Regions from separate parts of the Mus musculus genome. Here region 2 is linked to region 1. A link is a contact called in public promoter capture Hi-C data. All regions are on one chromosome and are shown on one strand. The core of a region is the stretch at or near the end of the contact, and the rest is flanking DNA. Distances in the headings are between cores, read along the strand shown.

Region 1 (6,445 bases), core at 3,494-5,993:
GTTGTTGTTGTTTCGAGACAGGGTTTCTCTGTGTAGCCCTGATTGTCCTGGAGCTCACTTTGTAGACCAGGCTGGCCTGGAACTCAGTAGGAATGTTATTTTATATTTATATTTTTGTTTAATTTAGTAGTTATTTATTTATGCCAGACATGGTCTTCCTCTGTGGCTCGGGCTGACCTGAAACTGAGCAGGCAAGTCAGGCTGGCCCTGAGCTCTCTGAGCTCCTTCTTCCTCTGCCTCCCAAGTGTGGGATCACTCTCCTGAGTGCCCCCTCCACATTTTTTCCCCAGACACATTTTTCACTATGCAGCCCAGACTTGACCTTCATAACACAATCCTTCTACCTCAGCCTCCCAGATGATGGCATTACAAGTTTGTACCGCCAAACCTTGTAACTACTAGGTCTTGAAGATCTGGTTAAGGAAGAAGTTTAGCTCTGTCTTGGGGGAAACTTTGAAGCTGAATTCCTGCAGCTTGGCACATAGGCTCCTCCAGGAACACAATAAAGTGCTCTATGAACACTTTATTGATGTCAAGATATGTTTATAAGTTTATTGAGTTTTTTTCGGTTTTTGTTTTTTTCAAGATAGGATTTCTCTGTGTAGCCCTGGCTGTTCTGGAACTCACTCTGTAGACCAGGCTGGCCTTAAACTCAGAAATCCACCTGCCTCTGCCTCCCAAGTGCTAGGATTAAAGGCGTGTGCCACCACTGCCCAGCAAGTTTATTGTTTGAAAAAGGCAGGGACTCACATTGTAGGATCGGGAGTTAGCCAGGCAGCAGACATCATTCCTGTTGAAAGAGATAAGAAAGCTGAGTCTCAGGCTGGCTCCAGTCCACCACAGTGGCCTCTTTGCCCGCGTTCCACCATGCACAGTCCCTGGGGAATTCTCAACAGCCCTGGCATCCCAATTCCTACCTGATAGTGTGCGTGCCAGTTGCAGGACTGACAGATTCCTGGTTACCTTACACACAGCCACTTCTGCTCCCTCATCAGTGGCTGCTTGTGCCTTGAGTAGCAGCTGCCTTGTGTCTCTGCTCACCAAGCAGAACACAAGCTTTGGGGAGCTAGGGCTCCTCAGGAGTCCTGCACATCACATTACAGTGTTAGAACATGTGGAAGGAATGACAAGCAAGCCACCTGCCTCCAGCCCCCAGCCCTGATGGCTGGCCTCCGAGCAAGCCACCTGCCTCTAGCCCCCAGCCCTGATGGCTGGCCTCCGAGCCCTACAGCCCTGATGGCTGGCCTCCGAGCCCTACAGCCCTGATGGCTGGCCTCCAAGCCCTACAGGAGAGCTGCCTGTGAGCTTGCTCTAATGAGCCCTCTGCTGTGCTCTTCGTGCACCCTGCTCCTCTCACTTGGCCCACCCTTTCCTCCTGAAGCCTTTTTTCTTCTGATTTTCCTCCCATCCAGGCTGAAGTAGGTGTCTCACCTCTCTACATTTATATAAGTCGTCAATAAACATATATTGAGCACCTGGTGTCTACCCTGTAGAAACCCATCCTGTATCGTCCATGACCCAACACACCTGCTCACATGAATGTCCCTCCGGTTTGTTTCAGCTGCACCTGGTGGAATCAGACCCCAACCACTTTGCATCCCAACTGGTACAGACCTTTATCCACTTTGATGTGACTGAGCACCGGAGGGATGAGGAGAATGCGCTGCTGCTGGCTGAGCTGGTACGGGCCCGGAACCTGAAGCTAGATGGCTGCTTCTCCTTCTGGGATGACTGCTTGGTGCTTACTGCTCTCCTCTGCCGTGAGCTGGGTCTGCCCTGCAGCCCCCCAGCTGCCATGTGCTTGGCAAAGCAGAAGAGCCGCACACAGCTACATCTGTTGCGGTGCCAGGGCCCACCCTGGCCTTCGACCTCTCTCCATGCTGTGGCCTGTTGCCCATTGGAGAATGAGGCTGATGTGGAGAGAGCCATTTACCAGGTACCCCTGCCAGGTGTGATGAAACTGGAATTTGGGTCAGGAGCAGTAGGCGTGCAGCTGGTGAAGGATGGGCCCCAGTGCCGTGAGCACTTTTCCCGGATCCTCCATGACCTGCAGGGTGAGGCTGACCACCCTGGCATCGGGCTGGGCTGGGGCAATGCTATGCTGCTGATGGAGTTTGTTGAGGGCACAGAGCATGACGTGGACCTGGTGGTGTTCGGTGGACGGTTGCTGGCTGCTTTCGTCTCCGATAATGGCCCCACAAGGCTGCCTGGCTTCACAGAGACTGCAGCCTGCATGCCCACTGGGCTAGCACCAGAGCAGGAGGCCCAGGTGGTGCAGGCAGCCTTTCGCTGCTGCCTGGGCTGTGGGCTGCTGGATGGGGTTTTCAATGTGGAGCTCAAGATGACTGGGGCTGGGCCAAGGCTCATCGAGATTAACCCTCGAATGGGAGGCTTCTACCTTCGAGACTGGATCCTAGAGCTCTATGGTGTGGATTTGCTTCTGGCTTCTACAATGGTGGCCTGTGGCCTGCAGCCTGCCTTGCCTGCTCACCCTCGTGCCCGTGGCTACCTAGTGGGCATCATGTGCCTGGTGTCCCAGCACCTACAGCTGCTGAGTTCCCCGAGCAGTAGAGAGACTCTGCAAACCCTCCATGACCAGGGGCAATTACGACTCAACCTGCTGGAGGAGGCCCTGATACCTGGCCAGTATGAGGAGCCCTACTGCAATGTGGCCTGTGCTGGGCCCAGCCCTGCTGAGGCCTGTCACCGCCTGCTAGGCATCTGTCAGGGCTTGGGCATTGACAGGCCCAACTACCCTGTTGCCCATTTCCTGTCTCATTTCAAATAGCACTGGGGTCAAGGAGCAGCAGGGATGCAGTGCCAGGAGGAGGGGCCGTGGGGCTATATTTCCCTGTCCCTCTCTCTGTCACTTTGCCCCAACCCAGGGTCAGCATGCTACCACAACTCAGGCCTATTCCAGAACAGTAGAGCCATTGTGACACCAAAGTCTTCTGGATTCAAGGACCATAAAACAAGTATCTGGAATTTGCTGGGTCCTCTTGCCTTCCAGAAAGCCTCCATCTAGCCCCAGGTACCCCCAGGACTCCAGCCTTTAAAGAACTAACAAATAGCAGCTTCTTCACTGGCACATCAGTGCCCAGCCCAGATGGGGGTGGGTGAAACCCAGGCTCCTCCTCTCTTACCCCTCCACCGCCTAGGTCCAGCTCTTCCTGTCACCTACACAAGGAGAGAACCTTCACCAGCCCCTAGCCTTGGACAAAGGCCATGAAATGGGAGATTAGCACACTAGCCTTTATGCAAAACCCAGGACAGTTGTAGAGCCTGCTGAAAATGTCTGGCCGTGCTTCACTGTGTCTGTTGGCCTGAGCAGTAGAAGCAAATGTCTGTGCTCAGCACTAGGAGTAAACATTTCCCTTCATGCTTTCAGGCAGACCCTAGTGCCCCTATGTTACAGATGAGGAAGCAGGCTCAGAGAGAGAAAAAAAAAAAAAGACTGCCTCCAAGTTCCTATTATAGTGGATGTAGACAGAATGCCAAGGCCAACCTTCTCTGTTTACTGTTTTAAACGCTCAGTTAGCCTCCAGGTCCTCTCTCCTTTCTATCTTCATTTATAGGCAGCACTCAGACTCCTAAACACCTGCCTCCCATACACCACACACGATCTCTACCAGCTTTGTTGCTTTGGCCTCTGGCATTCCTAGCTAGCTTGGCCCTGGGACTTCTGTGTACACCTTTCCTCATTTTAGGGAGCTAGCTACTCTGAAAACACCTGTCTTTGCTCAGGAGCCGAGGACAGCTCCTGAAACCTGCCTACCTAAATAAAGACTTGTTAACTAGTGAAGTATCCGGAGTCCAGTGTTTTAGCTAGTGCTCCCCTCCCAGGTTCAGTAGGTGGGGAGCTGGGAAGTGGGAGGGAGAGGTAGAAAGCACCCCATTGGCTGGGCCCCAGGGTTGACCTTTGCTACGGGCTTACCTTATATCTACATGTATGTTTGAGATTTTTTTTTCTTGAATTATAATCCTAAATCATATTCAGGCAGTAATCCCTCTGCAGACCTGGATACCCCTAAATTTTGTTCATCTGAGTTCATATCCTATACCTCAGTGGGCATCCCGTGTGCAATGGAAAAGCTATCCAGACAGACTCCAATAGAAATGGACAGGCTTCGTTTGGGATCGAACCCCAGCAGTCACTTGCCATTTGTATGGCAAGTGATTTTACCCGCTGAACCATCTCGCCAGTTCTCATCCATCCTTTCAACTATATTCTATTAAAATATCTATTCTGAACTAGGCAGCTCAAATACTCGGTATGCATACATTAGCAAAAGTCCATATTTAGGTGTGTTGAGCCCTTCAGAAAGGGAGCCTTGAAACAAAGCCCAGGCAGTCGCCCAGAAAATGTCAGACCTGCAGGGTCTGTGAGCTTCAGGGAGGTTGTATGGAGTGTCCCTAATACAGCTTACTGTCCCCTAATACAACCGAACAGACACAAGTTTTCTTTCTGGGCAGCTCACAGCACTAAGAAGGGCTGAGGAGTTGCCACTTAAACGTTCATGCATCTGTAATTCTGCCCATTAAATCTTGAACTTGCTCCAGAGTCAAAATGGGAGCCTCTGTGCGCGCGGCTCGGGGCGAGAGCTGGCCCAGGAGAAACCGACAAGGAAGATGGTCTAGTAAAGCCTATTCTATTCATAAGGCTTGCAGGATGGGAGGTCCAGATGTCTGGAACTACGACTCCCGAGAGGCTTTCCGACAGGCGCCATCTTTTCTTCCCACTCGACTTGAGAGTGGGTGAAGCTATTGCGTCAACAGAGCGAGCGGCTGCTGTCGCGGAGAAATGACGTAGGCACAGCCCGGTGCTGTCAGTCAGAGTTCTGCCTGGTCCGGGCCAAGGGTCCCGCGGGACCGGCGGGGCCATGGCGGCCGTATTTGATTTAGACTTGGAGACCGAGGAAGGGAGCGAGGGCGAGGGCGAACCGGAGTTCAGCCCTGCGGTGAGTGTTTCTCTCCGGGCGCGACTGGACCCGGGAGCCCGGCTGGTTAACCAAAACCCTGGCGCTCCCAACTCTGAGTGGTTTGTGACCCCTACAAACCCAGATCCAGCCCCAACCCCAACCCCAGCCCCAGCCCCTGGACCCAATCTTTCCTTTTCTATCCTTGGTCTCTCCTTCCCAACCTTTCCCCATCCCTGCTCCTGTCTTCTATCCTTGGTCCTCTCCCCTGGGCCAAGCAGTTGAGCCTAGGTTGGGAGGAGGTATTCTGGCACCTCCCATGGTTCTTATTACTTGGTTTCTCACAGGACGTGTGTCCCCTTGGCGAATTAAGGGCTGCTGGCCTGGAGTGAGTGAGGGTCTTGCTTGGGGGGTGGGGGTATGGAGTAGGGGTCGGGACTTGGAGTACACTAGAGCCTTTCCCTCATTAACTTATTCTGTCTTTAGGACAGTGGGACACTATGAAGAAGTAGAGCTGACAGAGAGCAGCGTGAACCTGGGTCCTGAGCGCATCGGGCCCCACTGCTTTGAGCTACTGAGTGTACTGGGCAAGGGGGGCTATGGCAAGGTACTAACATCCCTCTCTCCCTGGCGACCTCAGCTCTAGCCTGAGACAGCATACTATCCTTCACACCCAATAGGCTTGTAAATGTACGGAGTCTCTGATGGAATTCAGAGCTGGAGACCTGGGGGAAGGAAGGGCATATCCTTTCAAAATCTGATGGAGATCTTTACTGTTCCACCCTTAAGCTGAGTTTAGACCTTTTGGTCCCTTTAGGGTGGGGCAACCTTGAAGGTGGGGTGTGGTCAGAGAAGTTAATCCTGTCTCCCCTGCCCTACAGGTGTTCCAGGTGAGAAAAGTGCAAGGCACCAACTTGGGAAAAATATATGCCATGAAGGTCTTAAGGAAGGTGAGTCACTCGCTTAGCCAGCAGAGACAGAGTAGCTGCCATCCCCATCAGCCTGTGCCAGGTCTCGGGAAGACAGCCGGAAACATGATAAAGACAGTCCTTATCTTGACACTTGCTGACTTAGCATCTATTGTCATACATACGATTTTGGAGTAATTCTTGGATGGAAGAAGCTGGCCTGCTAGGGCACATATGGCAAGCTTTGATTGTCAGGACTCATGAGGACAGGCAGTACTGTTGGCATTCTGTGAATAGAAGCCCAGGATGCAGCGCAACAGGAACCCACGACAAAGAATTGTGTGGCTCAGTGTGTCAGCAGGGTCAAGTTGAGCTGAACTTGGTAGGATACTGTGTAGTCTCAGGACTTGAATGGGTAAAGCCGGAGGATCTGAGTGGTGGTAGGCCAGCACACCAGGGGCTACATAATGATACCTTGTCTCAAAGAACACAAGAAAGTATCAAGGGTGAGAGACTGAGAGGATAAACCGGTTCCGGAAAAGTTTACTGTTTTTAAGTCACTTCCTCTCAGGAGACAAGGTCTCACTGAAGCTGGGCTGGAGACCCAGTGGTGCTTCTGTG
Region 2 (6,714 bases), core at 2,348-4,847, 170 kb before region 1:
TGAATAGTCCAGCAATAAAAATGTCTATCCAAATATCTGTGGATTGATTGGTGAATTGGAATCTTTCAAGTACATATACCCAGTATTGTAGCTGGATTATGTAGTAGCTCTTCTTTTAGTTTTTTGAGGAACTATCGTACTGACTTCAACAATTCCTGTATCAAGTTGCATTTCTACCAGGAAAGTATAAGAATTCCTTTTTACACAGGTGCTCACTAGCATTATCACTAGATTTCTTTTTTTCTTTACTATCATTATTATCATGATTGGACGAAGGCCTATGAATTGCAGTGAGATAGAGATTGAACTCAGGTCCTTAGGGTTGCATGGCAAACTCTTTACTATAACCAGCTCCAGTCATTGATTGTCTTTGTCAGTATTTGAACCAGAATGAGATGAAATCTCACAGCAGCTTTAGTTTGCTTTGTATTGATGTCTGAATACACCTTTTCAGATATTCATTGAGCATTTGTATTTCTTTTGTTTATTGTTTTTTGAGATTTGGTCTCTGTTTATAGTCCTAGCTGTCCTAGAACTCACTCTGTAAGCCAAAGCAGCCTCAAACTCCTAGAGATCTGCCTGCCTCTGCCTCAGAAGCACTGGGATTAAAGGTCTGCACCACCATCACCACCTGGCTTTGTTTTATTTTTTAATAAATGGTAATGTGTATCTTTGTGTGGGGTATGTACACATGAGTACAGGTGTTTGCAGAGACCAGGGCTATCAGAGTCTCTTGGAGCTGAAGCTTTTGTGTGTTGAGTTGCATAATACAGATGCTGGGAATTGAATTCTGGTTCTCTGGATACATGCTCTCAACCACTGGGTTCTCTCTCCAAATCAGGTCTTTTCTATGTTGCCTTGACTGTCTTGGAATTTCCTGTGTAGACCTGGACAGTCTTAAACTCACAAATATTCTCCTACTTCTGCCTCTTTAGTTGTTGGGATTAAAGGTGGATGCTACCATACCTGGCTTACAAATACATCCTGAATTTTTTGAGGGTTTTTTGTTTTTTAATTTTAGCCAGGTGGTGGTGATGGCTCACACCTTTCCAGGTCAGCCTGATCAGAGTGAATACCAGAAAAGCTAAGGCTACACAGAGATACCATGTCTTAAAATAAAATAAAATGTTACTTATATGCGTGTGCCTGCCTGTTGAGGTCAGAGGAAAGTGATAGATTCCTGGAACTGGAGTTACAGGTATTCCTGAGCCACGTATAGTGAGCTGAACAACCAAACTGCTGTCCTCTAAAGGAGCCACAAGAGCTTCTAACCACTGAGCCATCTCTCTAGCCCCCAGGCTCCTCCCTGTTATTGGGGGTAGGCTTGGTTTTGAAACTGGATCTCTCAACATAGCTCTAGCTATCCTGGAACTCACTATATGGACTAAGCTGGCCTCAAATTCAGAGAGCTGCCTTCCTCTGCCTCTTCCTCCTGTGTTCTGGGATTAAAGGTATCTGCTAGTAAACTCAGCTTCTAATTTTTTTAAAAAAACATAGTGTTTTAGTGTGGAATTAGTTCTCTCTTTCTATGACATGGGTTTCAGGGATCAGGCTCAGGTTTCCAGACTTAGCAGCAGGTGCCCTTTTCCCACTGAATGGCCTCACTAGCCTTCATCCTGTTTTCTTCGGTCAATTTTGATGTTACAGATCTTTGACCCGATTTGAATTTATTTGTATTTAGAGTAAAAGAGTCTGATCTTTTACATAGATAGTCTAAGCTAGTTTTTGAAATATCATTTGGTGAAGCTGTCTTTTTTTCAATGTATATTTTAATGCCTTTGTCAGAAATTAGGTGTCTGTACCTATATCTACAACAACCTCTTTTTTGCAGCTATTCCATCTCAAGTGCATGTGGGAAACAATAAATTTTGACTTTGGAGACTTGTTTAACTTGAATAATTATCTTTAGAAAAATCTATAAAAGAAAACAATTCCAAAGATTATCATACAACATTCTTCTGGTCTGTGTGTTTCTAGTTCATAAAAATGAGTATCTCTGCTGGGCGTGGTGGCGCACACCTTTGGTCCCAGCACTTGGGAGGCAGAGGCAGGCGGATTTCTGTGTTCGAGGCTAGCCTGGTTTACAAAGTGAGTTCCAGAACAGCCTGGGCTATACAGAGAAACCCTGTCTCGAAAAACCAAAAAAAAAAAAAAAAAAAAAAAACTTTTTAAGTTCTAAGTCTATGGATCTAATTTTAACTAAATCCAGTTATAGATACCCTATTATACTACAGTATTTTACTGTTCAAGGTCAAAGTTCCTGCTAGAAATAGAAAAACTTGCTTAAGTAAATAATTTAATATAGCTTAAAGAAAATTTATTTGGTTTGGTTTTTAGGGAGAGTCTTGCTGGGGAACCCAGGCTGACCTCGAATTAGGAATCTTCCTATTTGAGTGTCCCAGGTACTAGGATCACAAGTGTGTATCAGCTGCCATGCTTGGCCTTTGTATGGAGATCAGGAGAGAATGTAGAAAAAATAAAAGGAAGCAGCAGTAAAGCAAGCGGGTGAGTTAAGGGGAGGCTTCCAAAGGACTCCAATCGTATGAAAATCACACAGAACTTCTATTTATCAAGAATTACTAGGAACTATAGCTGTCAATACTGGCTGAGACACATTGTGGCCTATGTCTGAATAGACTGACAGTGTTTAGATTCTTGTTTCAGGACTTCATTCATACCTCCTCTTGTTTACCTCAAATGAGATGTTAAAATGCAGCCTCTGGGGGTCTGGAGAGATGGCTCTGACTGTGCTTCCAGAGGTCCTGAGTTCAATTCCCAGCAACCATATGGTGGCTCGCAACCATCTGTAATGGAATCTAATGCCCTCTTCTGGTATGTCTGAAGAGAGTGACAGTGCACTCACATATATTAAATCAATCAATCAATCAATCTTTTTTTTTTTTTAATGCAGCCTTGGGGCTGGAGAGATGGCTCAGCAGTTAAGAGCACTGATTGCTCTTCTGAAGGTTGTGAGTCTGAAGGCCCTGAGTTCAAATCCCAGCAACCACATGATGGCTCACAACCATCCGTAATGAGATCTAATGCCCTCTTCTGGGGTGTCTGAAGACAGCTACAGTGTACTTACATATAATAAATCAATAAATCTTTAAAATAAAATAAAATAAAAATGCAGCCTTTATAGAGCTGGGCATGGCATGTTGCTCACCTGAAATATCTACTCAAAAGGTAGAGGGTCGGTTGAGCCTAGGAGTTGCAGATCAGTCTGGTCAACAAAATAGGATCCCTTTCAAAAATACAAAGAAAATACTGAATCCAGTCTTAGAGAACAGTTATATCCATCAGTTGTGTGTAATGAGAGTTTTACAAAGTTCAGAGCTTAAATTTAATAATCTGAGCATCAACAAGAACAACAACAAAAAAGCATTGAGTCTGGCAGAGTTTTAGTCCAACCCTCCCTTTTTTAAGGCATTTGAAGGGGCTAGATTGGTGACCCAGCAGTTAAAAGCACTTGCCACTTTGCCTATTCTTTCAAGAGAATCCAAGTTTGGTAGTCAGCATCCATGTTGATTGGCTTACTCCGGCTAAGCCTGTCTCTAGCAGTCTGGCTCCCTCTTCTGGCCTAAACTCTGCACTACTCATACACATGCCCTTATACACAATTAAAAATAAGGTGCCCCACCCCTTTCTTTTTAAGGCAAGGTGACAGTTCCTGCCTATAAATGCCAAGCACTCAGAAGGCTGGAACAAGGTCGAGTTTGAGAGCAGTCTGGGCTATAGAGTAAGACCTTGTCTCAAACAACACCACTGACAAAATAGAATAATTTGGTTGGGTAGGTGTCAAAACACTATACTGATTGGAACTCTGCAACACTGGAGAACTTAGCACGTATGTCCTAGTGGCTAAGTTGCAGGTGGAATCAAAAGGAAGCAGTTTATTCTTTTATGCAGAAAGAAATTATATATTGTTACAATCTATCTGCTTCTCAGAAATAGTGAATGATGCTATAGCCATAACTACATATTTCCTTGAAGAAAAGTCCATTTTAGTGCGGTGATGAAGAACTTTCAACATTCTAAAATGTTAAGTTTTACAGTGTTGAAGAATCATAGAGTATAGAGTTAGAATGGGATTAATTGGGGAAAAAACTAGAGCATTTAAAGAGTATGAGTTTATGGATAAAGTAAATCAGCATGGAATATATATAACAAAAAGGCAGAAGGTGAAACTGTATAGTATGGCTCCATTCATAGAAGTAGCTTATTGCAAAGGGCTTTTGTTTTTTGTTTTGGGGGTTTGTTTGTTTGTTTTTTGTTTTGTTTTGTTTTGTTTTTTTCCAGACAGAGTTTCTCTGTTTGCCCTGACTGTCCTGGAACTCACTCTGTGCCACCACTGCCTGGCGCAAAGAGTTCTTAAAAGTACATTCTAAGCTGCTGTGAACAGAACACTAGAAAGATGATGACAATCAACTGGAAGAATTTAATTGGACTTTATTGCTTTGTTTATATCTGTTTTGGTTTATTTTGCTGATAAAGAATCCTCAGTGTGTATACACATATGAACCAATCATACTTTGCAACATTAAGTTAAATTATATATTATATAAAATATATCTATCAAATTGTTAAAATTAATAATAAGACTGAAAGTGGATTTCAAACATAGTAGCTAGTCACAAATCTATGAAATTCATTTATTCTGGTACTAGTCTTGTTCCCTGGGGCCTTCAAGTCCATTTGTAGAATGGGCATTCAAGTAGGCTAAGTACATATATTGTGCATTTCCTATGCACAAGGCTCAGAGCAAACTCTGAGGGAAGATGAGAGAGTTTATCCTAAATAAGGAGGAAGTACCAGTCTTCTCATTTCACCAGCTAAAACTGTCCTGGTAGATGAATCAAATTGATTATAATAACATTCCATAAATACTAACAGCTTTCAGTTTATTAATTGGGAAATCATTCTTTGTGGTAAATCCATGCTACTCTAAGCTTTTAAAAGTTTATCTTTTATCTAAAAATTTACACTAAGCTCTACCCCATTACTGAATCAGAATGGTGGTAGCAAATAACCACGGAAATAGTAGTTATCTGGGGCTGGAGAAATGGCTCAGTTTTTAGGAGCACTGACTGCTGTTTCAGAGAACCCAGGTTCCAGTACCAGCACCCATAAGGCAACTCACAACCACATTTGTAATTCCAATTCCAGGGAATCCAATGGCTTCTGTTTACCTCAATTACCAGGCATGTAGTAGGTGTATATACATACAGGGAAAGCATGTATACACAAAGTAAAAGTAAAATAAAACAAAATACAACAAATTTTCATTTGCAATTTTCACTAACAAGATGCTATGTGTGTGTTTTAAAAGGTTATGTTCTTCTTCCTGGGCTGTTTTGTGGTGGTGGTGGTGGTGGTGGTGGTTTCCAAGACAGGGTTTCTCTGTATAGCCCTGACTGTCCTGAAACTCACTAGGTAGACCAGGCTAGCCTTGAACTCACAGAGATCCTCCTGCCTCTGCCTCCCAAGTGTTGAGATTAAAGAAGTATGCCACCACTGCCAGCTCCTCCTTAGCTTTTGAGGTAGGGTCTCATTGTGAAGCCTAAGTAGGCCCTGAAGTACATTCTCGTTTCATCTTTTTTTTTTTTAAAGATTTATTTATTATTATATGTAAGTACACTGTAGCTGTCTTCAGATACTCCAGAAGAGGGCATCAGATTTCGTTAAGGATGGTTGTGAGCCACCATGTGGTTGCTGGGATTTGAACTTGGGACCTTCGGAAGAGCAGTCGGTGCTCTTAACCACTGAGCCATCTCGCCAGCCCTTGTTTCATCTTCTTAAATGCAAGCATTGCACGTATTTGCCACCATGCCTAGTTTACTCATTTTTTTTTTGTCAGCCACCGTTTATTGTTAATTACAGAAGAGGGCAAATTAGGCCATTAAATATGTAACTTGAAAATTAATTGAAGTAAGTTTCGAAGTGGCATGTCTTTTTCCTTTTTTTTTTTTTTTTTTTTAATTTTTTTCAGGTAGATTTTGCTATAACCAATTTTCCTTGAGGTAATATGTTTTTCTAAAGTACTTTAGCATTCTTCTAGGATAGATAGCACTGAAGATAAGCATTTTTAAAGAAACTTCTCAATAGCTAGATCAGTGTGTTGGGGGGGTTGTTATTTGCTTTTTCTTTTTTAGAATTATTTATATATATGGGTACACTGTGACTGTCTTCAGACACACCAGAAGAGGGCATCAGACCCCATTATAGATGGTCGTGAGCTACCATGTGGTTGCTGGGAATTGAACTCGGGACTTCTGGAAGAGCAGTCAGTGCTCTTAACCACTGAGCCGTCTCTCTAGCCCCAGCTAGATCATTATTAAACAAAACTTTTCATATGAAATAAACTGAATATACTTGGAACTGGAATCTTAAAATGAAAATGCAAAGAAGCAGTCTGAGGTCAGCATGCCCATGTGAGCATTTCCTGGAAGAACTCAATCAAGAACACAGAAGTATCTCTTTGATTCTGTAAACTACTATGAGAATAAGCACATGCCACATGTTAAGGGTCCAGGAGGATCACTCTAAGCCCCCACGGGTTGGAGCTAAGCCTGGGTAGGCAACATGGAGGGAAACGGTCTGGCAGAAAGTACATTCACAAACACAGCCCTTGATGCTAGCTCAGATCCCAGAAAGCCTGTTAGGCCACTTTATTCCAGAAACTCACGATAATGATGCTTTCTGCCAAACTTGACA

The links. Promoter capture Hi-C pulls out the DNA fragments that hold promoters and counts their contacts.
Region 2: a contact with region 1 is called in a promoter capture Hi-C map of neural stem cells. A contact is called at or near these places in 2 of 39 promoter capture datasets (the C10 cell line and neural stem cells), 1 of 130 datasets of targeted methods (pancreatic cancer cells) and 3 of 9 other capture datasets (adipose tissue, liver and pancreatic islet).

Annotation. Positions count from the first base shown.
Region 1 is chr19:4,161,681-4,168,125 of GRCm38.p6, reverse strand. It overlaps Rps6kb2 (ribosomal protein S6 kinase, polypeptide 2), which reads left to right and starts at 4,743. Exons shown (of 15, transcript NM_021485.3): 1 at 4,743-4,958; 2 at 5,264-5,304; 3 at 5,403-5,523; 4 at 5,798-5,866. The coding sequence starts at 4,881. Carns1 (carnosine synthase 1) reads left to right here. Exons shown (of 10, transcript NM_134148.2): 10 at 1,562-3,802. The coding sequence ends at 2,788.
Region 2 is chr19:4,335,259-4,341,972 of GRCm38.p6, reverse strand. The region is part of intron 12 of Kdm2a (lysine (K)-specific demethylase 2A); the gene reads left to right. Among named protein-coding and RNA genes, the nearest start is that of Grk2, 32 kb to the right of the region's middle.